Regions from separate parts of the Salmo salar genome. Here region 1 is linked to region 2. Evidence: chromatin contacts called from public Hi-C data. All regions are on one chromosome and are shown on one strand. Each heading gives the region's core, a stretch centred on a gene start, on an enhancer-like site or on the middle of the called end of the contact. The rest is flanking DNA. Distances are from core to core; before and after follow the strand shown. Region 1 overlaps LOC106562161 (ankyrin repeat domain-containing protein 11). Region 2 holds the start of LOC106562161 (ankyrin repeat domain-containing protein 11).

The links. A called contact is a pair of places that touch in the nucleus more often than the background predicts.
Region 1: a contact with region 2 is called in a Hi-C map of gill, with 3 times the contacts expected there. The contact joins the enhancer-like site here to the promoter of LOC106562161 in region 2. A contact is called at or near these places in 3 of 3 Hi-C or Micro-C datasets (blood, gill and muscle).

The regions. Positions count from the first base shown.
Region 1 is chrssa11:15,421,673-15,426,539 of Ssal_v3.1, forward strand. The region is part of intron 5 of LOC106562161 (ankyrin repeat domain-containing protein 11); the gene reads left to right. Among protein-coding and RNA genes, the nearest start is that of LOC106562160, 23 kb to the right of the region's middle. Within about 2 kb of position 3,424, at least 2 of the 13 cell types and tissues checked have an H3K27ac peak or open chromatin away from gene starts, as enhancers often do. A contact at or near this core is called in gill, where this site is marked.
Region 2 is chrssa11:15,293,142-15,298,047 of Ssal_v3.1, forward strand. LOC106562161 (ankyrin repeat domain-containing protein 11) reads left to right here and starts at 2,537. Exons shown (of 14, transcript XM_014126847.2): 1 at 2,537-3,000. It overlaps LOC106562177 (paraplegin), which reads right to left and starts at 279. Exons shown (of 17, transcript XM_045689073.1): 1 at 1-279.

The DNA.
Region 1 (4,867 bases), core at 2,174-4,673, 130 kb after region 2:
GAATGTACCTAACCATAAACATCAATGCCTTTCTTTAAATCAATACACAGAAGTATATTTTGTTTAACCTGCATATTTAGTTAAAAGAAATCCAGGTTAGCAGGCAATATTAAACTAGGGAAATTGTGTCACTTCTCTTGCGTTCATTGCACGCAGAGTCAGGGTATATGCAACAGTTTGGGCCGCCTGGCTCGTTGCGAAATAATTTTCCATATTATGACATAACATTGAAGGTTGTGCAATGTAACAGCAATATTTAGACTTAGGGATGCCATCCGTTAGATAAAATACGGAACGGTTCCGTATTTCACTGAAAGAATAAACGTTTTGTTTTCGAAATGATAGTTTACGGATTTGACCATATTAATGGCCAAAGGCTCGTATTTCTCTGTCTATTATATTATAATTAAGTCTATGATTTGATATTTGATAGAGCAGTCTGACTGAGTGGTGGTAGGCAGCAGCACGCTCGTAAGCATTCATTCAAACTTTACTGTGTTTGCCAGCAGCTCTTAGCAATGCTTGATTCACAGCGCTGTTTATGACTTCAAGCCTATCAACTCCTGAGATTAGTCTGGCAATACTAAAGTGCCTATAGTCAAAGGTATAGGAAATATAAATGATATAGAGAGAAATAGTCGACCCGTCATAATTCCAATAAAAACTACAACCTAAAACTTCTTAACTGGGAATATTGAAGACTCATGTTAAAAGGAACCACCAGCTTTCATATCTTCTCATGTTCTGAGCAAGGAACTTAAAGGCACATATTGCACTTTTACTTTCTTCTCCAACACTTTGTTTTTGCATTATTTAAACCAAATTCAACATGTTTCATTATTTATTTGAGACTAAATAGATTTTATTTATGTATTATATTAAGTTAAAATAATTGTTCATTCAGTATTGTTGTAATTGCCATTATTACATATATAATATATATTATATAAATACATTTTTAAAAAATGGCTGATTAATCGGTATCGGCTTTTTATGGCCCTGCAATAATCGGCATCGGCGTTGAAAAATCCTAATCGGTTGACCTGTAGTCTATACCCTAAGGAATTTGTTAAGCACTTTGCAGCTGTCCCCTCCCCCTGACATTGGTGTCTTTCTAATGATCCTGTATCTCCCCTTGATATGGTGAACTCTCTTTCTTTGGCCCTTCATTGTGGGGATAGAGTCTAGACTGTGGCCCAGTAGGCCCGTGTATGGAGGGGTTGTGTGCCCCTGGCCTGCTCCCTTGTGCCTGCAGAAAAGACCAGAGGTGGTCCTGCCACCCAGGTTCTGCTAGAGGAGTCTGGTCCGGCTGTGCTGCTGCAGGCCTTATGTCTGGTGGAGATGAATGTCAAGAGACCACAGAGGGATTCTGAACCCTGGGAAAAACCGCCACAGGGATTCCAGTAGTGAACTTTGAGGAAAGTGCAGGCTGTACAGTCCTCTCCTAGTGGGCTGGGCTTCATATGACCCCCTGAAGGAGAGAGAGCTTCACATTTCTCCACCCTCATCCTGAGTGGAAAAAAACAACACAGAGAGAGCGAGTGATGAAACAGAAACCTCCTTAATGACTTCATAGCTATTTTCTCTTTCGCCCTCCTCGCTCGGTCTCTCTATCTCTTTCTCAATCTGTCTGAGGGTATGGCAGTCAGTCCAGCGTGGCTCCTCTTCTGCTCAGAAAAGGAACTACTTGTCTGTTGTTTTCACTGTGCTGCGGGGCTGCTGGGAGAATACACCCCTGTGCTTCCAGGTCCTAGTGCTAGTGTGCTGATGGAGAGTTCAGACTGAGGCTATGCTATGTACTCAGTGGTTTTGCATGGCATCCGTAACACAAATTACCATAATTGGCCTATGAGATAATGTTTTGAAGCTATAGCTTGAGGCAGCTAAACAAAAAGATGGTGTTGAATTCGTAACATATTGGCTTTTGAGAAATGTACGGTGTGACTATTTTTGATTGTATTGTTCAGCTATGAAAGATGAGCAAGTCAGACCCTTCACATCCCCTTATTATTTGGCTAGTTTTGATGGAAACCGGCAGTAGAGGGACACAGGGAACTCATCTAACGTAGACTAGGCTACATACTTCATTTGAATTGTGGAATTCATGCTGTCGGTCATTTTCTTACCAGGGATTTGCTGCATTCGGCATTTGTTGTCTTTGCTCCAAACCCACAAGATGACAGTGTTCTATGATTTTAGTTATCTAGGCCTAGTACTGCCCTGTCAGTACATAACGTGAAGTCAGTGTGTGTGGTGGAGCCTTATTTGTGTGCATAACATCCATTTGTATGGTTCTAACTGGGCACTCGATCTCTACTGGAAGTTTTCTCCCCGAGGCATCTGTTAGATGAATGATGTAGCTGATTGCAGTGATTTGCTCTCATCTTGAACACACTGTTTTGACAGTTTGCAAGGCATTCTTCTAGAGATGGTAGCTTGTGTAGCAGATCATTGTTGTACCCTGTATTGGCGTGGGGACCATCGACAGGCCTTGCAGCGGGAGTGTAGGAGTCATGGCCAGGGCTCCTCAGCGAGGAGACTGCTCTGGATAAGGCTATGAAGAGTGGGAGAAGGATCCAAGACTGTGATGAGTGCAGATCAGCTGCTGCCAGGCTAGCACACACATCATCTTCTTCACGATATGGCAGGAATACAGGATGCCTGTCTTATCAGCAGGTGCAGCAGGTGCTGCTTTCAGTAGGGACGGGGGGCTGCTGGCTTGAGGTCTTCTCCCCCGCAGCCCAAATCATCCCTGTCTGTCTGCTGCACACCACCATTATTCAGATCCCTGGAGGGAGAAATGTTTTTGTAATATTTCATCTCCCATCCTTTGGAAGATCCATGAATTATTCACTGTTACTTGACTTGATATCAGATTTGGTCTGGGTTCAGTTGTTTTGGAGCTTGACGGTCTCCACTAGGAATATTAGATAGGCTAGTAGTTGCACTCTGTCCAGGCGTTCTGAAAAGGTTCCATTGTTTCTCCAGACCGTCTTTGACCCCTTGTGTACGGTACCCTACATCAGGATGGCCCAGTGTACACTGTACATGGAGATAAGGAGGTCAAGCAGTAAGCGGCAGCTCTTTAATAGGCCAGTGTGAGAGAAAGCCCTTTGGTACTCTGCCGATCTGTCTCGCTCTCTGTCATTACCACCACTGAAGACTGTTGTTCTGCACCGACACTTTCCATCGGCTCTCGTCATCATAGCCAAGCACAAAACAAATCAGTGACACAACATCCTGTGGCCACTTCCGGTCTCTTCCGTCATTTCCTGTTTGCCGGCTGTGTCTGACTGGGCTGCTTGACAACGGAGCTCTCTCTTCTCTCCCTGTCTTCTGAGTAGGAGGGAATTACCTCTCACTATCCCACGCCATGACATTCTCCTGAAGGTAATCTTCATACATGAGCATGAACATGTCTGGCTGCTGTGTGACTAGGCGGCGGTGGTGGTGGTGGTGGTGGTGGTGTTGGCATGTGTGGTAGTAAGCGCTAGTAGTGTTCATGCTTTGTTTTCAATCTCAGTCTGAGAAGGAAGACTGAGTTGTGGTGCTAATGTGTTTACACGTTGACCATGAGATCTCAGCCTGCCTAGTCGCCTCGCTTGTGTCTTCACAGTTGATTCCCATGTTGTACGTAATATAACACAGGCCAGTCCTACATACACATTGCAGTAAAGCAAACAAAGCTCACCAGGTCTACCTCTAATAATAATAACTCTCCCACGCTGCAGGAACCCCAACTGACAGAACTGGTCTGACTATATCCGTAGCTGTCACTCAGAGAAAGACAGGATGTTAGCATGTTTGATGTCCCAAGTGGAATGAAAGAAAAACGAGCTTGTCTTTGTTGTCCTATTGAATTTGGGGACACCACAACCGGACTAGGCCTACCTGGTTCCTCTGGTTGGGCTGGTTCTGGTTTTGCCTGCCCCCACTGTGGGAAGCTGATAGTGAAGTTTCCACAATAGGCTAACACAATGGCGTCATGGGCCCATTGTAACTTGACTGTTGTCTTGCTGTGGCCCCCGCCCCTGGCCTAGGCTGGCGTTCCTGGGAACAGTGAGGTAGCTTGATCTCCCTCCAACTTTCCCATCAGATCTCTCAAGTTAAAGGAAAAGTCAAATGCCACATCATCATGATGATGCAAAACGCAAGTGATACTTTGCTTCTTGAAATTCCAATGTCTTGAGAATGTGACTGCTGACATGCAAAACATTTTGGGACTGTATCAACAGTAGACTAATGAACAAAATGTCGTTTTTGAGTTTTTTTCCTTGAAGCCGATCTTTGAATCGTTCAGTTGAAAGCAGAGAGTAACGGGCTCTTTTCCACAAGCTAAACACTTTTAAACGACTGCACACTTTTCTCTATGACTGTTCACTGTGTGTGTACATGTATGTATATGTATGTATATGTATGCATGCATGCATGCTTGTATGTGTGGGAGAGGGAGAGAGTGGGAGATTGAGGGATCAACCTAGTTGAAGTTACTTTGTATACATAGGCCTTTTGCCAATGTGTATATATAGTCTAAAATGTTTCATAACTTATTTAATTGTTTAATTAGAAGCAGCTATGGATATCTGTGGGCTTACATTGCATTTTCAGATGCCTCTGTCTTAATTCCATCCTTGTAATCCATGTGGGATGTGTGTGAGGGTTATCCTGCTGTTTTGTTTTTTTCCTGTCTTCCCACTCTATCTCATTTACATTGAAAATGGATCACACATGTTTGCGTGCCGCTTTGCCTACTCAATGCATGTCCAAATCTGGTAGAAAAAGTCATTGTAATTAGAGGCTTGTATGTGGTTTGATAGCAGCCCTTTTCAAGTACTGAAGTGGGCTCATTACTGACTGGGGCCCACTG
Region 2 (4,906 bases), core at 1,287-3,786:
GTTATTCAACATCACAAGTATAATAAAGATGGTTTGCTACATTAAAGACATATCACTCCGCACACTGATCCGTCCTCAGTATATGTACAACTGTCTCTGCATCTTATACGACAAGATTTCGTTCACAAATCCTCTGATATGCTCTGAAATGTAGATGTACCCATCATTCTGTTTTGGTACGAATTTGTACCATTACAGCAAGGTCAGTGAATTAAATGGGTCAAATCCCTTGTTCAGCTGACCACGAGAACAGATAAGCACATACCTATCCTGACGCAATTAAAAAGTATTTGCTGAACTTCGAACTTTAACCCCAAGAGCTATAGTTCGTTTGACCAAAGATAATGTATATATCTGATTTGATTATATATATTCACGCTGAGATAGACATAACTTTCAATTTGCGGAAAATCTCTCATTTATTGTCATTAAATATATATATAGAAAAGTTATTACTGAACCCTTGTCTGATTACGTCACGACGTTGCTTCATGAGCGTTCTACCTGCGCAGAATTTTTACATCCAGCAAACACGTTCATTGAAATAAAATGGCCCATAGAATAGATGCTAACTGTCAGAAAATACAAAAATAAACGTATTATTGGCTATGTGCGCTGATAAATCATTGTATTTTACTGTATCTGCCTCTCGTGTATGTTAAATAAAGTCTATATGGACTTATCTGCTGTAGTTACAAAAGTATCCACCAGAGGATACATTGTGTTTATATTTGACTTATAGCAGTAAAATCATGGTGAAACAGCTTGGAAAGGTTTGTTGTTGTTTTCTTGTTCATAAAGGTTGGTGCATGACATTGTGATTGCAAAAGCTGCCCTGCCTAAGAAATACCTGATACAATCTGATAGCCTGGTAGACTAAGGTAATACCAAAAATGATATACTCGGTGGTAGCCTAATACAAGGCTGAAGTGGAGCGGTTTGAGAGCTTCCTCTGTGTCCACATCACTAAGGATCTTTCATGGTCTGAACACACCAACACAGTCATGAAGAGGTCACGACAACGCCTCTTCCCCCTCAGGAGGCTGAAAAGATTTAGCATGGGCCCTCAGATCCTCAAAAAGTTCCACAGCTGCACCATTGAGAGCATCTTGACTGGCTGCATCACTGCTTGGTATGGCAACTGCTTGACATCCGACCGCAAGGTGTTACAGAGGGTAGTGCGTGAGGCCCAGTACATCACTGGAGTCGAGCTCCCTGTCATCCAGCACCTCTATACTATGCAGTGTCAGAGGAAGGCCCTAAAAATGGTCAAAGACTCCAGCCAAGTCATAAACTGTTCTCTCTGCTACCATACAACAAGTGGTAACAATTAGTTAAATTGGTAACCAAATAGCGGTACCGATTAGTTAAATAGTTAACCAAATAACTACCCAACTATCTGCATTTACTCTTTTTGCACAAACGTTTTTTTGACTCATCACATACACTGCTGCTATTGTTTATTATCTGTCACTTTATTTCTAGTTATATGTACATATCTACCTCAATTAACTCGTACCCCTGCACATCAACTTATTGTGTATCTATTATTATTTGTATTATGTGTTTTACATTACTATTTACTATTATTTTTCTATTTTCTTTCTCTTTGCATTGTTGGGAAGGGCCCGTTAGTAAGCAAGCATTTCACTTTTAGTCCACACCTGTTGTTTACAAAGCATGTCACAAAAATAACTCCTAAAAGCATGCAGTACAACGTGTATGTCCATTTAATATTGTAGAGGACCTAAAAACAAATTATGCTCTGAAAGAGTCAAAATAAAGGCTCACCCCATCACCGTGACGAACATTTATATAAGCCAATGAGAAAACAGATTCAAGATATTTATTTTTTCTCTTAACCAATGATAGCTCTTCTTACATCTCCGTGCATGTCATGTTGCCGCCCAGCAGAGGTCGCTATTCTATCGGTGCAATCGATATGCATTACCAAACAACCCAAACCTGTCTGACTTTGAAAGTGTGCAGAGATCATCAACAACAACAACAACATGACATTGAGACTGTTGTTAAGAAATCATGTAGTGATGATTGCACTGAGAAAAAGTGTTTTGGAAGTGAAATAGGCTATTCAGACCTGTCCTACCTGTGATCAGGACATTTGGGTCATACTAGGCTGCTAGTTATCTGTAAAGGTGCTATGGTTCAACTGACATCATGAGTAGGAGTACGATAAGATTTAAGTGTGCAATAATATGTTTGTTCACGTGAATAATAATACGATAAGAGGTGTCTTACTCCATCACGCTGGGCGAGGTCAATCAAGTGCACCCAGCCTTCGTACTCCATTTCCTTTGCTTTTCTCCCATCTGTATAATGGAGATGTGTCCCCAAACATGGAAACTGAAGTACTCGGTCAACCATGTTCGCGCCTTCAGATTATTGTGTCAATGTAGATTTAGTACATTGATTTGATCCATAATGGCGCCAGTTTCATCGGTGCACAAATAGTACCCGCCCACATTCAAGAGCCAATCACAATCAGTGTTTCATTTGGCATCTTTCTCTTTCCTTCAGCCCCATATCGAAGCCAAAGCCCGTCTGGAAACAGTTTGTAAGGGGTAGTTAATGAAGATTAAGCCGAAACAAAATATCGTTTTTAGCTACTTTAAATTGACCTTTCAAGGCTCCAGTTTTGATTACTGGGCATACAAAGCTTCATTTCAGACCATGGTCACAAAATAAAATTGTACAAGGACGTTTTCGAGAAGATTTTAAGCTGTATGTGTCGATTGTTGGTGTACAGGAATTAGCAAGCTAACGTTACTTAGCACTAGCCTACAAATATTAGCTAGCTAACTAGCGTAGCTTGCTAACGTTAGCTTCAAGTTGTCTGATTTTCAACTGAGATGGTTGCAGTATTTCTTGGATGTCTACGGACGGCAGATTGCTGAACCAGAGGGCCTCAAATGGGAAAAACAAGCATCGGACAGGAATATCTGGGATAAGCTTGTCGACGTAACTCAGATTCTGTTGAAGGTAAGACGCAATAACATTAGTTGGCTAGCTAGCTGTGTTTGTTAGTGAACTAGATATACTAGCTTGTTATGCCGTTAGCCATAGCTGTCTAGCTAACTAGATAACATGGCTTCATGCTCGAGTCGAAGAAATGTGTTATGAAGCTAGCTGACCCCTCCCCCAGTCCAGCATTCTAACTGCGTAACAGTACGCGTTTAACTTGCAAGATGACAAGTAAGGGCTTAATCTAGGCGAAAACCGTGGCATACTAGCCTGCGAGTAGTTTGTTGACCTACAGATCCTGTTGATGTTATAGCTAGATATTTCGTTGCATAGGTAGTTGGGATATTCTCTGAAATGTATTTGAAACGCTTCAGTGCCATCCATGTAATAGCCTACACTTCTCTTCAGGCGATTGATCTATGTTGTTGTTTAAAAAGAATAACACCATGTGTTCAAGGGATGATGCATCACTGCCAGTGACGTTATTTCATGAAACTCATCTACATATTTCTTTTTGGAAAAATACACCGAGATGGAATGAAATATTTGGTTATGTTGATGTGTAATGCAGTGGTGAGATTAGCTAAGACTTGCCTCGTAATAATTGACCATTAATGCTCTCCAAAGTTGCTTGACTTCTCCTCGTTTTGGCAATGTGTTTGTGTTTGTTTTCTAGTCGACTCATGGTCCATAGATCCAGGATTTGTCATTTGATTAGAATATTTTGCTGTAATGTATTAACACAGTTACTGTGAAATGTGTCATTTACTCTGTCCTAACAAGAATATCATTATGGTTGTCATCAAAGTAATACAGGTGTGCAGTGTTTTTGAGTTAATTCCTATAGTAGTCCCAATACCATTGCTTGACAGGCTCTATCATTTGAGTGGCTGCGGAATGGTATGCAAATGAAGTCAACAAGAAGTCACAACAGTAAGGCTTTGACTTCTGGTTGTGGGAGAGCATGAAAAGAAGGGCAAGAATCCTAACAGACGACTACTGTACTTGGAGTAGACTGTGGTTGATAACGTTTTGGTGCAGTATCAGTTCTGTTGAAAACACTGCAGTGGAGCTGCTGGCTGTATTTTCTTACAGAGATACTCTGAGCTCTTCAGCTTGTTGGGCGTTCACGTTGAAATTCATTGCAGACGCAGCAATGCATGTAATCCCCCACCACCTTTGTCAAGACGTTGGAAGCGCCAATTTCATGTCTTAGTTTCTGTAGTTATTTTGCAACTTCTTGCCTCTTCATTTTTTGATGTAAATACGACTTGCCTCTGGATGTATTAAATCAATAAGTACCCTGGTACAACACATATTACGCGATGTATACGCTTGGTACACTTCCCACGGTAGTTTCAGCTTTAGGGTGAGGTTTTGTAGAACTTTATGGCCTAGAAGGAGATTTTCACCACAGTGTCCTGTTGTAGTGTGTAAGCCTGAGACAGGAAATTGTGTCCTGCCTGGGTCAGTGAGGTCAGGAGCTGTGTTGGGAGCTGGGATTTCCTGTTCAAGGCAGCCAATCTGTGCCATCCGGTGTGCCCTGTCTTCAGCTGTCTAAGTGAGCCTCTTTTACACAGGTTCAGAGACTGTGGTTCCTGTTGTGTCCTGGCCCAAGTCTCCTGAGTTTTAGCCTATTTGTGGTCATGGCAGTGCCACTATTTGACATGGTCCTTCTGTGCCCTCTCCTGCCTACACAGTGTGTAACGTGACACCTTCAGCACTTTCAGGCAGGCTAATAACAGGGCAGAAATATAAATCTCAGTGGGGAATATTGAGTGTCCCTTCACAATGCCTCTCTGGCAGTCTGGATTGGACGGCCTTGCTCGGTTTGGCATGTTATGTCTTGTGTAGAGGAGAGTGGCAGGGCTTCCGCAAGTCTGTGCATCCTCCATCTTGCAGCCCTCTACTGTGTTTACGTTGC